3 separate regions of the Mus musculus genome follow, and regions 1 and 2 are each linked to region 3. The links are chromatin contacts, called in public HiChIP or PLAC-seq and promoter capture Hi-C maps. All regions are on one chromosome and are shown on one strand. The core of a region is the stretch at or near the end of the contact, and the rest is flanking DNA. Distances in the headings are between cores, read along the strand shown. Region 1 holds the start of Sh3rf1 (SH3 domain containing ring finger 1). Region 2 has its middle 21 kb from the start of Sh3rf1. Region 3 holds the start of Aadat (aminoadipate aminotransferase).

Region 1 (2,700 bases), core at 123-2,622, 720 kb after region 3:
CTCTTCATCCATTTTTTTCCCCTTGCCTTTTTCAGCTCAATATAAACACATACTTGTTCTCCCTCTAACGGGAAAGGAAGTGGGCAATTATTTTTGGTATTCATACAGTCTAAGTCTCAGCATATTAATCTCTTTAGAACAAAGCTGGGAAGGATGACATAGAGAGCTGCTGTGAGGATGGAATTAATACGTTTAAGAGTTTAGTACGGTGCCTGGCTTAAAATGACTGATGATTGCTACTTGCTATAATTTTATTTTCTTAACTTGAATGATACTCACTTATCTATTTATTATTATGACTTAGCTGTGGCTCTGGTTGGAGATGAACTGATAACCCGAGATTCCTTTTCAATTCCTTATCAGCTTGGTTGGTGGCCTGGCAAGAATTTCATACACGATCTCTCTTGTGAAGTTACTTTTGGTAAACTGACAGTAAGTATAAATGAATCACACTCTTTGACAACATTTAACGCGTCTCTGAAATAAGTTTGACAAACAAGCCTACACACACACACACACACACACCCTTGGACACCCCTTTTTGCAAGCCCACATTTCAGAGAATACAGGTGTGTGCCCGGGGCAACAGAAACAGATTACAGAGATGATGATGATGGCTGCCTCCAAGGCGCAGATAAAAGAGGTATCCCCTAGCCAGCTTCAAGGCGCCGGCCCACCTGGGTCAGACTTTGAATTCACCCCATTTTAGGCAGGTAGGAAGAACCTCCCCAAGACTGGCTTTAATCTCCCACCTGTTTTTCTAGTTTTTTTTTTTTTCTTTTCCCTTTCTCATTCTGAATTTTAGGATCCGCATTTCTCCAAACTTGCTTGGATTTGTCTCCCTTGGCTGCTGCAGTGGGGGCTGATTGCTGGGTGGAAGAGGCGGGCCCCGGGATCCATAGGGTGGTCACTAACCCGGACTCCAGAACTAAGGGGTCTCACTTTGCTCTCTCTATATCCACCCAGGCAGTGTGCACGCCCAGCAAAGCGCGATCGGTTCCCGCCAGAGCCACTCCCTTCCCAGGCCACCGGGAAGAGTCGGTCTCCAGGCACCGGCCAGGCGGAGCCGGAGGCCGGCAGGGCGCCCTTGCCCCAGCCTCTTCCTGGTCCCTCGGCGCCACTCCCACCGCCCTCCTCCTGGGTAGCCCAAATTTGCTCGGGGTGCACGTCCTCGGGGCGTGAAGGCGCGGGTCCCCGAGCCTTCCTCCCGCTAAGTGCGTCCCCGAAGCTGCCGCCCGCTGGGGGCTCCAGCGCGGGTCCCCGAGCGGCGGGCGGCGCTGTGGTGCGTCCCTCCGGTCCCCGGGCGCCCGCTGCGCGCTGCCTCCGCCTCCTCCTCCTCCTTGGCGGCGTCGCGTTCCCCCGCCCTCCTTGCTGGGCGGGTGGGAGGCGGCGGCGGCGGCGTGCTGTGCGAGCGCGCGCGAGGGGGGCGGCCGTGAGGAGGCTCCCGGTGCCACCGCGGCGGCCGAGCCACACGGGCAGCGGGCTCGGCGGGGCTGCATCTACCAGCGCTGCGGGGCCGCGAACAAAGGCGAGCAGCGGAGGCGCGAGGTAGGGTGCGCGGCGAGTCGGAGACGCCGGGCGCGGGGTGGTGGCCGGTGGTCGCCCGCATCCCAGTGGTGCGCGCGGGTCGGTCCCCGCGCTTCCCCTTTGGGTCTCCGGGACCTGCCGGGAACGAGCCCCGCGGCCTCTCTCGTCTCTTCCGAAGCCTCTGCCGGGCCTTGGGGCCGCTCTCTCCCCGGACACAGCCGGGTCCCTTCTGCCTCTGGGGTGGCAGTCTCCGGGGACTGTCGCTGAGCTCATCCCCGCGGGGTCGCTAGTCTGCTTCCCGCCGCACTCAGTGGCGCTGACTTTGGCCAACTTAAGGCTGCATCTTTATTTTTCTTTAAGTCCTTGAAAACTTCCACCGATCGGTGTTGGGCAATTTTTTTTTTGTCCTGGATTTGACCTAAAGGGAGGCTGAGAGGAGGCAGCTGGGTGAGATTCCCTGTTTCTGGAGCTACCCGGCCGCAGCCTCAGCTCCTAGGACCATCTCTGTCCCCGGCTGGCGACACCTGGCTCTGGGGTGTGTTTGTGGCGAGCACCACGCCAAGGGGTTGGGGGCTACCTGTGCCCCACCGTGGGAAGAGGGGCGTACCCTGGCTCTCCCCAGAACCGACTAGTCAGGAACAGCTGTTAATGTAGCCTCCAAATCCTTTCACCCCCTCCCCACCTAGGCATCTACATTGGTTGGGGTGGTGGTGGTGGTGGGGACAGCGATGCACCAACTGGCTTCAAATACTCTTTCTCCTGAGGGGGCCGTTTTTCAGATGTACCCAGAGTTTTAAGCCTAGCATTCATTCCATCGTCGAATTTTGGTGAACATTTTACTAGATTTTTCTGAATGGGATTAAGACAAGCGGTTCAGAAATCTGTTTCAGAGTTTGTCAGCCATGCCGGAAAGGGTGATTTTTCTTGTAGCTATTTTCAAGCAGGTTTTGGCTATATCTTTTAGAATTGCCGACCATCAGCTCTGGGGGGTGGGGGGTGGGGGGCCTTAGATAAGATTAAGCTGTCTGTTCTCAGACAGGGAAGACACATATGTATTTAATATTGGGATCATTCACCCAGGGCAAGGCTTCTTAAATGATAACGGTGGCTTAAAAATTGGGAAGGTCGTTGGACTTAAAAGTATTGTTTTAGATAGAGGAAACTTCCAGTCGG
Region 2 (2,700 bases), core at 200-2,699, 700 kb after region 3:
ATGCCCAGCTTTTTCTTTTACTTTTGAAGCAGTTCACAGCATACAGAATGTTTTTCAGCCACCCTTTAAATATTTCACTCCCTTGCCCTCTTCTTGCTTCGGAGGAGACAGAGGTATAATTCCAGTCGTTCTCCTGTATAAATAAAGTTGCTTTCCCTCCCTGGCTTCTTGAAGGATTTTAAAAACCCAACAATTCCTGATGTTCTAAACTCTAAAGGCTACGATGCCCAGGTGTAGTTTTTCTGCTTGTTTGGGTTTATCCACTTCCTGCCCCCTGAGCTTCCCAGATGTGTAATTTTGTGTCTGACATCAATTTGGGGGAATTTCTCAGTCATAACTGCTCTGCTCCTTTCATTATTCTCGGGGCGGGTGTGCCTGTTGCCTGTGTGTCACAGCCTTTGAAACATCTGTATACTCCTGGATACTCTGCTCTGGGCTTCTCTGCAGTACTCCCCTTCCCTCATTTGCTTCTCAGTTTGGGATCTTTTGACTTAGAGAGATCCTCAAGCACGGAGCTCCTTCCATTCTCTGTGTTCAGTCCGCTAATGAGCCCATCAAAGACATTCTTCGCTTGTTACAATGTTACAATCCTTTTGGTTTCCACTACTTATTTTAGTTCTTAGGATTCTCACCTCTGCCTAAATTGCCCATCTAGTCCTGCAGCGTCTATTTTGTCTACTATGCGCCTTAGCATATTTGAAATGGCTTATTTAGTTACTGTCTTTTCTTTTGAGACTGAGTCTTACTCTGTAGCCCAGGCTGGCCTTAAAGACTCCATGTAGTCCAAGCTAGCACTGGGCTTACTTTGCCTTGTCACCATGTGCTTTTGCCCTTTCGTATTTATCATAATTATTTTTAATCAATGTACTGGGTTAAAAGGACTGCTATCAGGTCATGAGGTAGCATGGCATGAGGTTGGAAAGCGTTCTACAGTTCCATGACTGGGACTTAGTCTTGAATGTCTTGTGTGCTTCTGAGCTCCCCTGCCCCTTGGGCAGGGGGAGATGGCTACAGCAGGCTGCAGTTGGGTATTTCCCTGTCATGGGCTAGTCAGGCTCTAACAAAACCTCAGCTGCTGTACTCTGGCTAGACCTGTTTCCCAAAGGCAGGCTTGCTAAGACCACTCCCCTTGTGGTATTTTGAAATATTTCTTTCCCTTCCCCCACAGAGGCTCAAGGAGATTTTCTCTGGTCCACAGGGTGCTGGCTTTGTTGAGCTTCAAGAGTGGACTCAGTTTCCCCTGAGTCTTTCATGCTCTGACTTGCTCACATAGAACTTCCAGCAGCTTGTCAATTATAGCTCAGGTTTTCCTATCCTGGTTCTTGCACAGATATGAGCTTGGCGGTTTTCTTTTCTTTCTCCAATTTTGGGGTGGTGTGGGGGAGTGGCTTGCTGATGACTTCATATCTCCTAGAAGGAGACTCTGACTTTCATTTGCTTAGTTTGCTGCTTACACAGAGTGGCAATCCCAGGATGTCTATACTCTAGACTGGATGTTTTCCTTTGCTTTGCTTTAGCTGAAATGAATGTAGGCAAGTGGACTCTCGAGCTTTGAAGGAGCTCTTCTGAAACCCAAGAGGTCCGAATTTGAGCAGGATTTATTGATTGGCCCGTTACACAAGTCTTATCTCAACTTTCAGAAACTGGTTTAACTTCAACTTGACCCAGAGTTTGGAACTGAATAGGTTATATTCTGAGTGAGGGCCTGGTGTGGGTCCTGGACAATCTGATTACATCTTATCTGGAAGCTGGCCTGGAGGGCTCCGGTCGCTTGTCTTTTATCTTCTTATTCCTGGATCCATCCACTTTCCCCACATATGCCATTTAATCTTTGAAACACTCTCTCCTGCAACTCTACCTGTGTGCTCCAGCTTGGCCTGGCTCCTCCCTGGGTCAGCTGCCCAGCTGGGTACTCTGGAGCTGCTGTGCCCTGAGATATTTGGTTTGACACAATCATTTTCAGATGCCACATGCTCTTTCTTGTTTTGGTCCATTGCTCATTTAAGCACATCTTCACATACTTCTTCAGAGGGAAAAAACAAATGAGAATTAGGTATGCTGGTGTATGTCTGAAATTCTAGAACTAGAGAGGCTGAGGCAGGAGGATTGTGAGTTTGAGATCAGGGGGGGCTACATGGGGAGACTCTGTTTCAAAAGTAGATACAAAAATATTTTAGAGGGCTGAAGGGATGGCTCAGTGGCAAAGAGCATTTATTGCTGCTGCAGAGGGTATGGGTTCTATTGCCAGGACCCACATGGTGGCTCACAGCCATCCATAACTCCAGTTTCAGAGGCATCTTATTCTGGTCTCCATGAGCACCTGTACACATGTGCCTAAACCCCACAGGGCTATATACGTACAATTAAAAATAATAGAAAACAAAACTTTTTAAAGGTCTGCAGTTTTAGAACTACTAAGATTGCCCAACTCCCACCTTAATCTATAGATTATCTGATTATAGACACAACAATACATTTCCTATTGTTTTCTTTCATCTGCTTGATGTGGACATCAGTGACTCTTCCTCCAATCAAAGTCATTGTGAAACCATTGTCAGATGATCCTGGGAGGGCAGGGAAAGGGGATATTATAGCCATGGATGCTGTGAAAGGATAACATGGGAATGGGCTACACCTTGGTATGCTCCAGGCCAGAAAGATGGAGGGTCCAAGAGATGTCTTGAGGCAAAGGTTAGAACT
Region 3 (2,770 bases), core at 26-2,525:
GCAGCAAGCTTTTTTTTTTTTAAAGAATCTTTATTTCATGATTTGATGGTCTTAGAGTCTATGCCTCGTGCTCTGTCTTCAGAGTGTACGAGTGCAGGAAGAGGCTGGCCTCCAACACTGAGAAGTCAGGCTATCTGTGGCACGTATTATTTTTAGAGTCAGAATGGTTATAACTCCAAAGCCCCTCTTGCCAGCCCGAGGACCATCCTCTTGGATGCAAAGTCCTTGCCTGACACAGCTAGTTTAAGCTACAGTGGTCAAATAAAGCTGACACCTCAAACGTCATGAGATGTCCTGTTCCCAGGGACAAGCTTGAACCCTGAGTTTTCAGCTGTTCTTTATTAATTTTGGAATTCACTCACTATATGGCCCAGGCACCTCAGCTTCCAAAAGTACTCCTTGAGCGATTCATTCACCGCTCCCTCCTTTAAATAACTGTGAACTTAAGACAGTTTCTCTTTGTATGGTCATCAACCAGGTAATTTCATACTCGATAATCGCTTTATCTTCACCATACCCAACACACTTTCAACCGAGCACTTACACAGTGGAAGCTTTGGAACTCAGTGGGAGAAGAGGCTGAGAATCGAGGAGACTGCAGATTTAGTCTTCAAATTTGGGGTTGGGAGTAACTATCCCCACTTACTCTACCGGGCTTCTACTTTGTAAAGTTACCTGAATTCATCTGGGTCCCCTTGAAGATTTGGGGGGTGGGGGTGAGAGAGGGAAGGGAAAGAGAGACAGAAAGGGACAGAGAGATAGAGAGAGACAGGGAGAGACAGAGAGACAGACACCTTGATACTGAGAAACAAGGCTAAGCACCTATTATAATGCCTGCTGCAATGGAATAAAACTACCACCAGAGGGTACTAAAGGACCAGGATCCTGAGATACCATCAGCTTCCAGAGGCTCATTTCAAAGATCTGAAGGGGAGGGTTTGGGGGGCTGGCCAATAGCAAAGCTGTGCTGCGAGGCTCTGAGCAGTTGCGAGACTCTGAGCAGCAAGGTCAAGAATCCACGCTGCGTTTATGTGAATTCGGGCACCGATCCCTGTTGTTATCGTGCATCACAGCAGGGCCTAGCGGTTTTCGTCTCTCCAAGCCCATCCCTGACCAGTGACTTGGGCTGCCTGTGGTCAGCTGCCATAGGCCGGCCGGCGGGGCGGGAGAGGGCACCCGGGTCAGCCACTGCCCCTCTGTGGATGGACTTTGTCCCTTCTGCCTCCTGACCCGGGTCTATTTAGATCTCAGACACCTACCGCAGCCGGTAGGCAGGCAGATTGGGTGGCACTACACAGGGACAGCTAACAGTGCATCCCGAGTGACTGGCTTTCTGAATCCTGCTCCACGCGACCAGCAGAGACATGAATTACTCACGGTTCCTCACTGCAACGAGCCTGGCCAGAAAGCCATCTCCCATCAGAACTACAGGTGAAAAACAAAGCCAGAGCCCTCCCTGCTCTGCAAGAGTGGAGTTTTCTTAGCGGAAGCTCTGCATGGTGCCCTGTTTTGGCGCTCACCGCTAGGGTTTGTGCCCATTCATTCAAGTGTGAAGACAACCTGTGAGCATTAGTGAAGGAGGAGTTATTTAACTTTTGTTCACTAAGAGCTTGGCTTGGAAGGCAAGGCAAGGCAGTGAGTATTTTTGCTGAGGTGTTGGAGATGAGCCAAAGGGCCAAGCATGAGGCACATCTTTCAAGCCAGCTGTAGAGAAAGGCTCTTAAAGGACTGGGGAATGGGACCCAGAGGTGGAGTTGGGACACACACAGGTATTGGGCAACAGGGAAAAAGGCCTTCTGCTGCTGGGGCCCTCTCCATTTTTCTTCGCCATCTGCATTCTTGGATTCCTCCCCCAGTGAGAAAGTCTAGAAAAATTTACTTTGTATTTATTTCAGACTAGCATTCAGTCTTAGCCCAGTATGCTGCTTTGTCAGACTAGAGGAGAGGAGTGGTAATTTAATAAACAGCAAGAATGTTCTGTCGGCTCTGGAGACTGCCATGCCCAACATCAGGTACCCAGTGAGGACAAATCCAAATAAATGATGCTTCTCGCTGCAGCTCGGTCTCTTCTGTAAGAACACTAATTCCATTTCTGACGGCAGAGTTTTTAATGATCTAATCCCATCTTTAATATAGCATATCAAGTACTAGAGTCGAGTATAGGACTTGGTCAGGGACATTAATGTTCAGACCACAGGACGGTGGACACATTTTTTTTCTTCTTTTTGTGTTTATCATAGCGGACATACTGAGCAAAGCACCAAAAACCCTCATCTCCCTGGCTCCTGGATCTCCAAACCCGAGCATGTTCCCCTTTAAGTCAGCTGCCTTCACTGTGGAAAACGGAAGCACCATCCGGTTTGAAGACGACTTGATCAAAAGGGCCCTCCAATACTCTCCAAGCTATGGGTAAGTAAGTGACCAATAGACGGTAGAATTCTATTGGTTCATTTTTAAATGCCATTGATGATGTGACTGAGATCTTTTGTTAATGGGGTGTACAATGACTGGGGAAGTTGGGAGAAGACTTTAAAATATTAAAAGCAAAATCAGTACTAAATGCTTCACACACCCCAGTGATGAGCTTTCAACCTTAAGTGACTGGGAGAGCCAGAGAAACATCTACAAGGAAGTCCCATTTGAGCTGAGTATGATACTGAAAAGAACAGTGGGAAGAGCATCACAGTGGGAAGAAAGGAAATGTATAGAACAGTCCTTGGATGTTCTGCACACACACACACACACACACACACACACACACACACACTTC

Evidence for each region. Promoter capture Hi-C pulls out the DNA fragments that hold promoters and counts their contacts. HiChIP or PLAC-seq counts read pairs in DNA pulled down with a chosen protein or histone mark.
Region 1: a contact with region 3 is called in an H3K27ac HiChIP or PLAC-seq map of embryonic stem cells, with 5 times the contacts expected there. The contact joins the promoter of Sh3rf1 here to the promoter of Aadat in region 3. A contact is called at or near these places in 4 of 39 promoter capture datasets (embryonic stem cells, hippocampal neurons, pre-B cells and 1 more), 2 of 484 Hi-C or Micro-C datasets (both in embryonic stem cells) and 4 of 115 datasets of contacts at active chromatin or transcription factors (bone marrow-derived macrophages, embryonic stem cells and pro-B cells).
Region 2: a contact with region 3 is called in a promoter capture Hi-C map of the C10 cell line, with 4 times the contacts expected there. The contact joins the enhancer-like site here to the promoter of Aadat in region 3. A contact is called at or near these places in 4 of 39 promoter capture datasets (the C10 cell line, hippocampal neurons, pre-B cells and 1 more), 1 of 484 Hi-C or Micro-C datasets (embryonic stem cells), 1 of 115 datasets of contacts at active chromatin or transcription factors (embryonic stem cells) and 2 of 9 other capture datasets (adipose tissue and macrophages).

The regions. Positions count from the first base shown.
Region 1 is chr8:61,222,799-61,225,498 of GRCm38.p6, forward strand. It overlaps Sh3rf1 (SH3 domain containing ring finger 1), which reads left to right and starts at 1,373. Exons shown (of 12, transcript NM_021506.2): 1 at 1,373-1,548.
Region 2 is chr8:61,202,157-61,204,856 of GRCm38.p6, forward strand. No RefSeq gene overlaps it. Among named protein-coding and RNA genes, the nearest start is that of Sh3rf1, 21 kb to the right of the region's middle. Within about 2 kb of position 1,450, at least 5 of the 459 cell types and tissues checked have an H3K27ac peak or open chromatin away from gene starts, as enhancers often do.
Region 3 is chr8:60,504,849-60,507,618 of GRCm38.p6, forward strand. Aadat (aminoadipate aminotransferase) reads left to right here and starts at 1,276. Exons shown (of 13, transcript NM_011834.2): 1 at 1,276-1,431; 2 at 2,241-2,409. The coding sequence starts at 1,365.